Linked DNA regions of Mus musculus: region 2 is linked to region 1. The links are chromatin contacts, called in public promoter capture Hi-C maps. All regions are on one chromosome and are shown on one strand. The core of a region is the stretch at or near the end of the contact, and the rest is flanking DNA. Distances in the headings are between cores, read along the strand shown.

What was found. Promoter capture Hi-C pulls out the DNA fragments that hold promoters and counts their contacts.
Region 2: a contact with region 1 is called in a promoter capture Hi-C map of liver, with 3 times the contacts expected there. The contact joins the promoter of Gphb5 here to the enhancer-like site in region 1. A contact is called at or near these places in 5 of 39 promoter capture datasets (embryonic stem cells, hippocampal neurons, liver and 1 more) and 1 of 115 datasets of contacts at active chromatin or transcription factors (microglia).

The regions. Positions count from the first base shown.
Region 1 is chr12:73,763,898-73,767,585 of GRCm38.p6, forward strand. All of the region lies in intron 12 of Prkch (protein kinase C, eta), which reads left to right. Among named protein-coding and RNA genes, the nearest start is that of Gm34189, 16 kb to the right of the region's middle. Within about 2 kb of position 1,419, at least 35 of the 459 cell types and tissues checked have an H3K27ac peak or open chromatin away from gene starts, as enhancers often do. A contact at or near this core is called in liver and microglia, where this site is marked.
Region 2 is chr12:75,415,013-75,418,853 of GRCm38.p6, forward strand. Gphb5 (glycoprotein hormone beta 5) reads right to left here and starts at 1,769. Exons shown (of 3, transcript NM_175644.3): 1 at 1,657-1,769; 2 at 598-802. The coding sequence starts at 801. It overlaps Gm34613 (a long non-coding RNA gene), which reads left to right and starts at 1,079. Exons shown (of 4, transcript XR_381695.3): 1 at 1,079-1,747.

The DNA of each region.
Region 1 (3,688 bases), core at 169-2,668:
GTTCTGTTTCTGTGACTGGTTTCCTATCATAACCCTCAAACTATTTAGAGGGTCAAGAACCTCTAAATAGTCCCAGCTCAAGGTATGGTCCTGCGGACCACTGACCCACCACTGTACTGGCTTCATTCTCTAAGGTGGTCTGACAAGCAATTACAACCCTGCTCTGGCTGGTGCCCTTTCTTTCTCCCAGCATGAGATTGCTGGGGAAATTCCCATTTCTTTGGGAGTGCATTGTTTCTATAGTCTGATAGTCAGATTGTGAGACAGACAGACACACACACACACACACACACACACACACACAAGTAAATGTAATAAATTAAAAACATATCTGTTAAATACACATGCATACCCCTAACATCTTCTTCCACCTCCTCCCTCAACAAATAGATTATTAAAACTGATGGTAGCTTACAAAGTTAACAGGAGATGTCCAACAATACTCATTTTTATAAAAACAAAACAAACCAAACCAGATAGAGGCTTTCCAGAGTGCTGCTGTTGTTGAAGTTTGTCCTTGCTTTTGAAACAAATATTGTCTTCCATGGTCACCGCGTTACTTACGCTTGCTCTGATCTGTGCTAAAATGCCAATAATCATGATGTATATGGAAAAACGCATAGTTTGCATTGAACTTTGAAGGTGTACCTGCGATTTGCTTATTTACCTCCACAAAGGAAGGCTGGAGGATGTCCTCAAGGAGCCCCAGAACTTAGAAGGGAGGTTGCCCAGCTCAGAGGTACAGAGTCAGCAGCTGTGAGGGATCTCCTGGCTGCATGCTAACTAACTCCGATGAGGTCAGCATCTTGCCGCTGAGCTCACACAGGTGTTAGCTAAGTGCTGAAAGGACTTAGCTTCTCCTGAGTCACCTCTTGCCAGTTCTGGAAGCATTATAGTCTTGGCATCGGCAGGAGCTTATCAAGAGCTTTTGTTCCCGAGCTTTGTAGAAATGACAGCGTATGTACACATGTGGGTTTATCTGTCGCTGAAAATGATCAGATTTCACCACCCGTGCTTTGTGTGCTGAATCCCTGCAGGCCCCTGCTACAAAGAGAACCACTGTGAATTCTGGTGCCCTCCCCAGCCATGACTGAGGCCCTGTCTGTGGACAGGAAGCTGTCTGGGGCGCAGGGACAGTTACCATCTCCCTTTCCCACGCCTCTCTTGATGGAGGTTGGACAGCTCAAGGGGGTGGCTAAAAGGAGATCAGCCAGGAGAGGAGAAGGAGGGAAGGTGGGGCTAACAGCTTACAGGGACTCCAGTCCCAGGCCACCAGGGTGAGTTTTCATATACTGTTAAGGGGAACAGAACATCCTAAAAATGGCTGCCCCAAAAGAGAGGTGGTTAGCGTGCCGACAGACAAGCCCTTCTTCAGGACTGGAGTTTCTAAAGGAGGAAATGATCTGTCTGCAGCCTCTCATGGCAGCTTCTGGCGGGATCTTCCTTCTTCTTCATAGAACGTTCATTTCCTGAGAACAGGGCTTCTTGGATTGTATTTGCAGGAAGTTGTGTGAACGACTTCCTGTCTCCCTCTTGTTGTTTCCAGCTGGATTTTTCACACCACAGGTCTCTTTAATCTCCCCCTCCAGCTCTCCACCTAGGAAAATAAACCTATCAAAGGTTCCGGGGCGTGAGAGTGCGGACTCTGGGTGACTTTCCTAAACCAGCCTCCCCACTCAGAAGCACTTTCTAAGATGGGAAAATCCTGAAGGAAGCAGGAATCGTCTCCTGTACACATTCTTTGCCAGCTACCAGAGATCTGATTTTTTTTTTTTTTTTTTTTTTTTTTTTTTGCAGTTGATTGTTAGCTGTGGTTTGGATACCAAAGATTTTACACACACACACACACACACACACACACACACACACAATCAAGGAGAGTACTGACAGAAAAGCCTCCTCAAACACTGTCTTCTTTACAGTAGCCACTCTTAAGGATGACACCCAAACAGAAACGTTTGTGTGACTTGGGATAGCAGCAGCAGGGAGCCTCCTTTTTCTTGCACACTTGAAAGATAAAGAACCTAAAAGTGAGTGGGTAGGGAGATGGGGAGGTGGCTGAGAAGAGTTGGGGGAGGAGAAGAATATGATCAAATATGTTGAATGAAAAAAATCTAATAAAAATATAAGAAAGTTACCCGGGAGTGGTAGAGTCTGCCTCAGGGGTCACCATGTTTGACCCTGGCTCCTGGAGCATTGGCCAACATGGATAGTACGCGTAAGTACAAACACATGACTTGGGGTTCCACCTGAGACACCTCTGACCTATATTTGTCCCACCCTACACATGGCCTGAGTGAAGTTCCCAAGGTGGTCTGGGGTTCAGGAAAAGCTGTGTATATGAAACACAGGCCAGGCAGAGTGCTGGCCACCCCGAGGGATCAGCAGCGTGCATGCAGAGGCTGCTGGGTTCTGATGGCCATCGCAGGCTGGGGGCACAGCCAACATTCTGCTGCAGATCGAGCACAGTTCCTGCCCTGTGGTGGGGACAGGAAGGACACGGGGCACTGATTGTACTGGATTTTGATAACAGAAAAATGAAACAGAGTGCACTGTGCCTCTGGGGATTGTTCTCCGAAAATCCTGGTAGGCCAGTCAGTTGTAACCAGCCAGGCAAGGCGTTACCTCGGGGGCCATTCCTTCAGCCACAAGGTTGGGAATTTTGCTGTATCAGAGTACTTGCTCTTTCTTTCTCTTTCTTCCTTCCTTCCTTCCTTCCTTCCTTCCTTCCTTCCTTTCTTTCTTTCTTTCTTTCTTTCTTTTTTCTTTCTTTCTTCCTTCCTTCCTTCCTCTCTCTCCCTCCCTCTCTCTCTTTATCTCTATCTCCTGCTCTCTCTCTCTCTCTCTTTCTTTCTTTCTTTCTTGATAAAATAAAGGTCTCACCCAAAGAGAAAACAGCATTTGCATAGAGAAAATAGCATTTGCAGCTGAGGATATATACTCAGGTTCACAGTGCCAGCTCCTTTCTTCCAGAATGCCAATGACAAGTGTAGGAAGAAAGGTGAAGGTTATGGACTTTAATATTGACACCAACCATAGGATGCAAGCCTTGCCTCCCATCCATTTCTGCTTCAGACATCTCCAATGAAAGTTCCGTTCCCAGCAAAAGCTCTTCCATCATTTAATGGCAAAGAAGGAAGGGAAGGAGAGGAAGAAAAGAGAAAAGGAGGGGGTATCTGTCTTTAAGAACTTATTTTGCCTTTCCTTATGATAAGTTCCCTCCTCCATCCCCCTGAGTGTGCTTACGTCTCCCACCTAAGCTGCCTGACTGGGCAACAGCCTTCAGCGTTTGAAAGCATGAGCACAAACTTTTTCACTTCTAACACATCAGCCTTGCGTGGCTTGTAATAAAATCAGGTGTTTAGACTCAAAGATGCGTCAGGTTCATAGAAAAGCAATGGCTTTGCTTTCCTCTCTCATCGAACCTGCTCATGGTACACACCTCAGCTACTTCATCGGTAGCAGTGAGAGGGTGCCATGTGGACCCAGAGAGGTTACATACCAAGCCCTGTCAATTGCCATTTGTGATGTTCAAGGGTTAGGCCGTGATTCCTACCAATCCGCACACTCCTCTCCAATCCGGAATCCACGGGAGACCTCTGGTTGCCTCCAGAAGAGGTGCAACAGTGATCCAGAGCAAAGGTTTCCGGTGTCACGTGTGCCTGGTTATGAATTCCCCACTCTACCA
Region 2 (3,841 bases), core at 519-3,018, 1.7 Mb after region 1:
ACGAACACTTTCTAGTTAAGCCAGCTTTGAGATGTATGCACCCACTCTAAAAATGAAAGTCCAGACAGAACTGGGTATAAAGGGACAGACCAGATCTCACACTGGACTGGGACAAAGGGAAAACAGTCGTGGCAGAGCCTGGGACTACGCCTCTCTCAGCATGCAGCTTCCGGGTTCTTCTGGGTAACTGCCTGACTTCCTCACAGCTGAGAAAATACAGGAAGGAGATGTGGTCACAGGTTTGGACCAAGAATTCATTTCCAACTTTGCACTGACTCTCTCTGACTTCGAAGCCATTCCCTCTCGACTCCTTTCCTGTGATCTCTACAATGGGTAAATAGTAGCACCCACCCTCCTAGGGATGGCTCCCAAACAGAACCATGGAAATTACATTACCAACCTCAACAGTCCTCTGGAAAAAACCATCATCATGGTTTTCAGACCATATGGAAGAAGCCAAATAATTGTGTGATCAGCTTTTTAGAGCCCAGAGGGCAGGGCAGGTATGCCAGCTTCCCCTCCATCGTGAAACTGTGAGCTTGAAATCAAGGCCCTGTCCCCGAGGACACTGCCACCCAAGCCCCTTGGACTACTCACCTCCCAGGTCTCGCAGCGGCCCCAGCAGGCATCTGTGGTGATCCGAAGTCCCCTGCAGCCTGGCTTCTTGGCCATGAAAGTGAATTCCCTCACAGCACAGCCCACAAAAGTGTGCAGGTTCCCACTGGAGCTGCTGAGGACAGAGTCAGGGCCACCCAGGAGAAGGAGGGCCACTGCACCAAGGACAAGGTATACCAACTTCATGCTATTTCCCAGGAAGAAAAGGAAACAAAGTTGAACATAACCAACTGCTCACGGTGGTGCTGCCCACCACTGTGGTGGCCCCTCTCAAAGAGGCCTTGCTCTTAGCACTACAGGAAAAAAAATGAGCCCAGGAATTGTCCAACTCCAAGAGCTCCCTAACTAGTGGATAGTCAATAGTTCTCTCTAGATACCCTACCCTCAAAGCAGTCTCAGGCTTTCCCTTGGTGAACTCCTGGAGCTGATTTATACATAAAAGGAATTTATCCCGATGAAAAATAAGAGGCACACCAAAAGAAATGTAGAGCCTGAAATAGCACACATCCCTTCTTTTTACCAGGTCCAGCGTATGCAGGTGTCACGTTAGAGCTTAGCACATATATGTGCTTTCAGTGTCATAAATGGGCAATGAATGGGAGAGGAAGATAAGTACTAATAATGGCGTGTCCTGGGTGTGTTGTGGCTAACCCAACCTACCATACAGGAGGCATTATAAAACCTGGTGCCTGGTGTGGTAGCCACTCATAAAATGTTTTCTATGCCCCATAGATTACCTCTGCCCTGCGTTATGCGAAATCTCAAGCTGTGGCTCAGTTTAAAAGCAAACAATGGAAAGAGCATTACATCCTCCTATGAAGTCTGTTCTTGATCCTTTCTGGTTAGTAGCACACGATGCTTGCCCACTGCACAGAACACACATGGACGTCACATGTGTATCATGTTCCAAGTCAGTGCCACTCAAGGAGAGCTATATTTCCAAAGCTGTACCTTCAGTTCCTACTGGTATGGGATGCTGTCATACAGACACCATGGGCTTCTGCTCAGGAGGAAGGACGTGAGTGATGGAGAGACACTTACCTGACCTTGCTGGAATCAACTCTTCTTGGAGAGCTGACACTTGTACCCCAGGCTTTCAAAAGTTGCAATGAGTGGAGAAAGTTCACTCTGGGTAAGTGTCTCTCCTTTCTGTTATCAGGCTGCCTGATTATTCAAATATATAGGGAAGGTATTGTCAATCAAAACAGAAGAGAGGCAGATCCTTACAGGAACTACTGAGCACATCAAAGCCCCGGAGTATGAAGCCAGTCTCTATTTTCCAAAACTGATTCACTTCAAGGGTGGTGTTTTGTTTCTTGACATCACCGAATGAAACAGAAAGTTGCCTTGGTGGGGGTGACATAATCCCGGGGAGACAGTCAGAGGTAGTTAGTTCACCTGGTTCTTGAGAAGAAGCGCCCAGGGACAAATAGATCAGAGTTTCCCTCATAGTAACCATGGCCTGCCTTTGAGACAGTAAGCCACTGGCAGCTTCTGGCAAGTCTCTTCCTTATACTTACTACACTGAAAAACAGCAAGACAATAATTCTTACCTGGAAACAACATGGCATACCTACTGACAGACAAAAAAAAAAAAAAAAAAACTTTGAAAGTCTTAAAAATCATTTGACTAGTAACATTAACAAAATCTTTAAATGAATCACTCAGGCAAATGCAGAGATATTGGAAATAATTAGCTTCATATATGGGAATTAAAGACGACTTTAAAATTTTTTCTATATACTTTTAGGGATTATTTTTTTTACATGAGTCAGGTTTTTGTTCAAGAAAGTCAGCTAGTATTATGCTTTTAAAATTAAAGTAAACCAATATTTATCTATATGTGCTGCATCGAAAGACATTCAATGATGCTTTCATGAAAATGTCTTATATTTCTGGTCCTGCTGAACCTAAAACAGCACAGTCCTTCTTCTGACCAGTGGCATAGTTTATATTCTATTCTACAATAACAGCATGGAAACGGATTAGAAAGCTACTTGTCTGTAGCCCTTCTTCTGGGTGTTCTAAAAAGTAAATGAAGCAGACATCTGTGCCCTCGGGAGTTTACATTTCACAGCAAATCACGACATACCCAGAGAGGTTCGAGATGCATATTAAATGACCGGTGACACAAAATAAAGAAATTAAAGTATGTCCATTTTCTACACAGAAAGATTATTTTTCTTTTCTTTTTTAATTGGACATTTTCTTTATTTACATTTCAAATGTTATTTCCTTTCCCAGTTTCCCCTCAGCAAACCCCCTATCCCATCCCCTTCTTACCATGCTTCTATGAGGGTGCTCCCCCACCCACCCACCCACTCCCACCTCACCACCCTAGCATTCCTCTACACTAGGCATCAATCCTTCACAGGACCAAGGTCCTCCCCTCCCATTGATGCCAGATAAGGCCCCTTCAATCCTTCCCCTAACTCCTCCTTTGGGGTCCCTGTGCTCAGTCCGATGGTTGGCTGAAAGCATCACATCTGTTTTGGTCAGGATCTGGCAGAACCTCTCAGGAGACAGCTATATCAGGCTCCTGTCAGCAAGTACTTCTTGGCATCAGCAATACTGTCTGGGTTTGGTGTCTACATGTGGGATGGATCCTCAGGTGGGGCAGTCTCTGGATGGCCTTTCCTTCAGTCTCTGCTCCAGTCTTTGTCCCTGTATTTCCTTTAGACAGGAGCATACTGGCCTGTGATCTCACAAAATACAGCCAGCCAGCCAAGAGAGGCCAAGAGCCCCCCTCTCCCTCAGTCCCCAGCTGCCTGGAGTACAGCATGCTCTGGTACCAGTACCTTGTCCATTCATCATTGACAGCCCAATAATGACCTCTGCAGTTACCAAGGCTGTTTCCACATGGTAGCCAGAATCTGCTGGACCTGGCATGCATTCTCCTCAGCTCTTCCGCCATACTGTAAAGAATTCTGAAAGGACCCTGATATAGCTGTCTCGTATGAGGCTAGGCCAGTGCCTGGCAAATACAGAAGTAGATGTTCACAGTCATCTATTGGATGGAACACAGGGACCCCAGTGTAGGAGCTAGAGAAAGTACCCAAGGAGCTGAAGGGGTCTGCAACCCTATAGGTGGAACAACAATATGAACTAACCAGTACCCCCAAGAGCTTGTGTCTCTAGCTGCATATGTAGCAGAAGATGGCCTAGTCGGCCATCACTGGGAAGAAAGGCTCCTTGGTCTTGCAAACTTTATATGCCCCAGTACAAG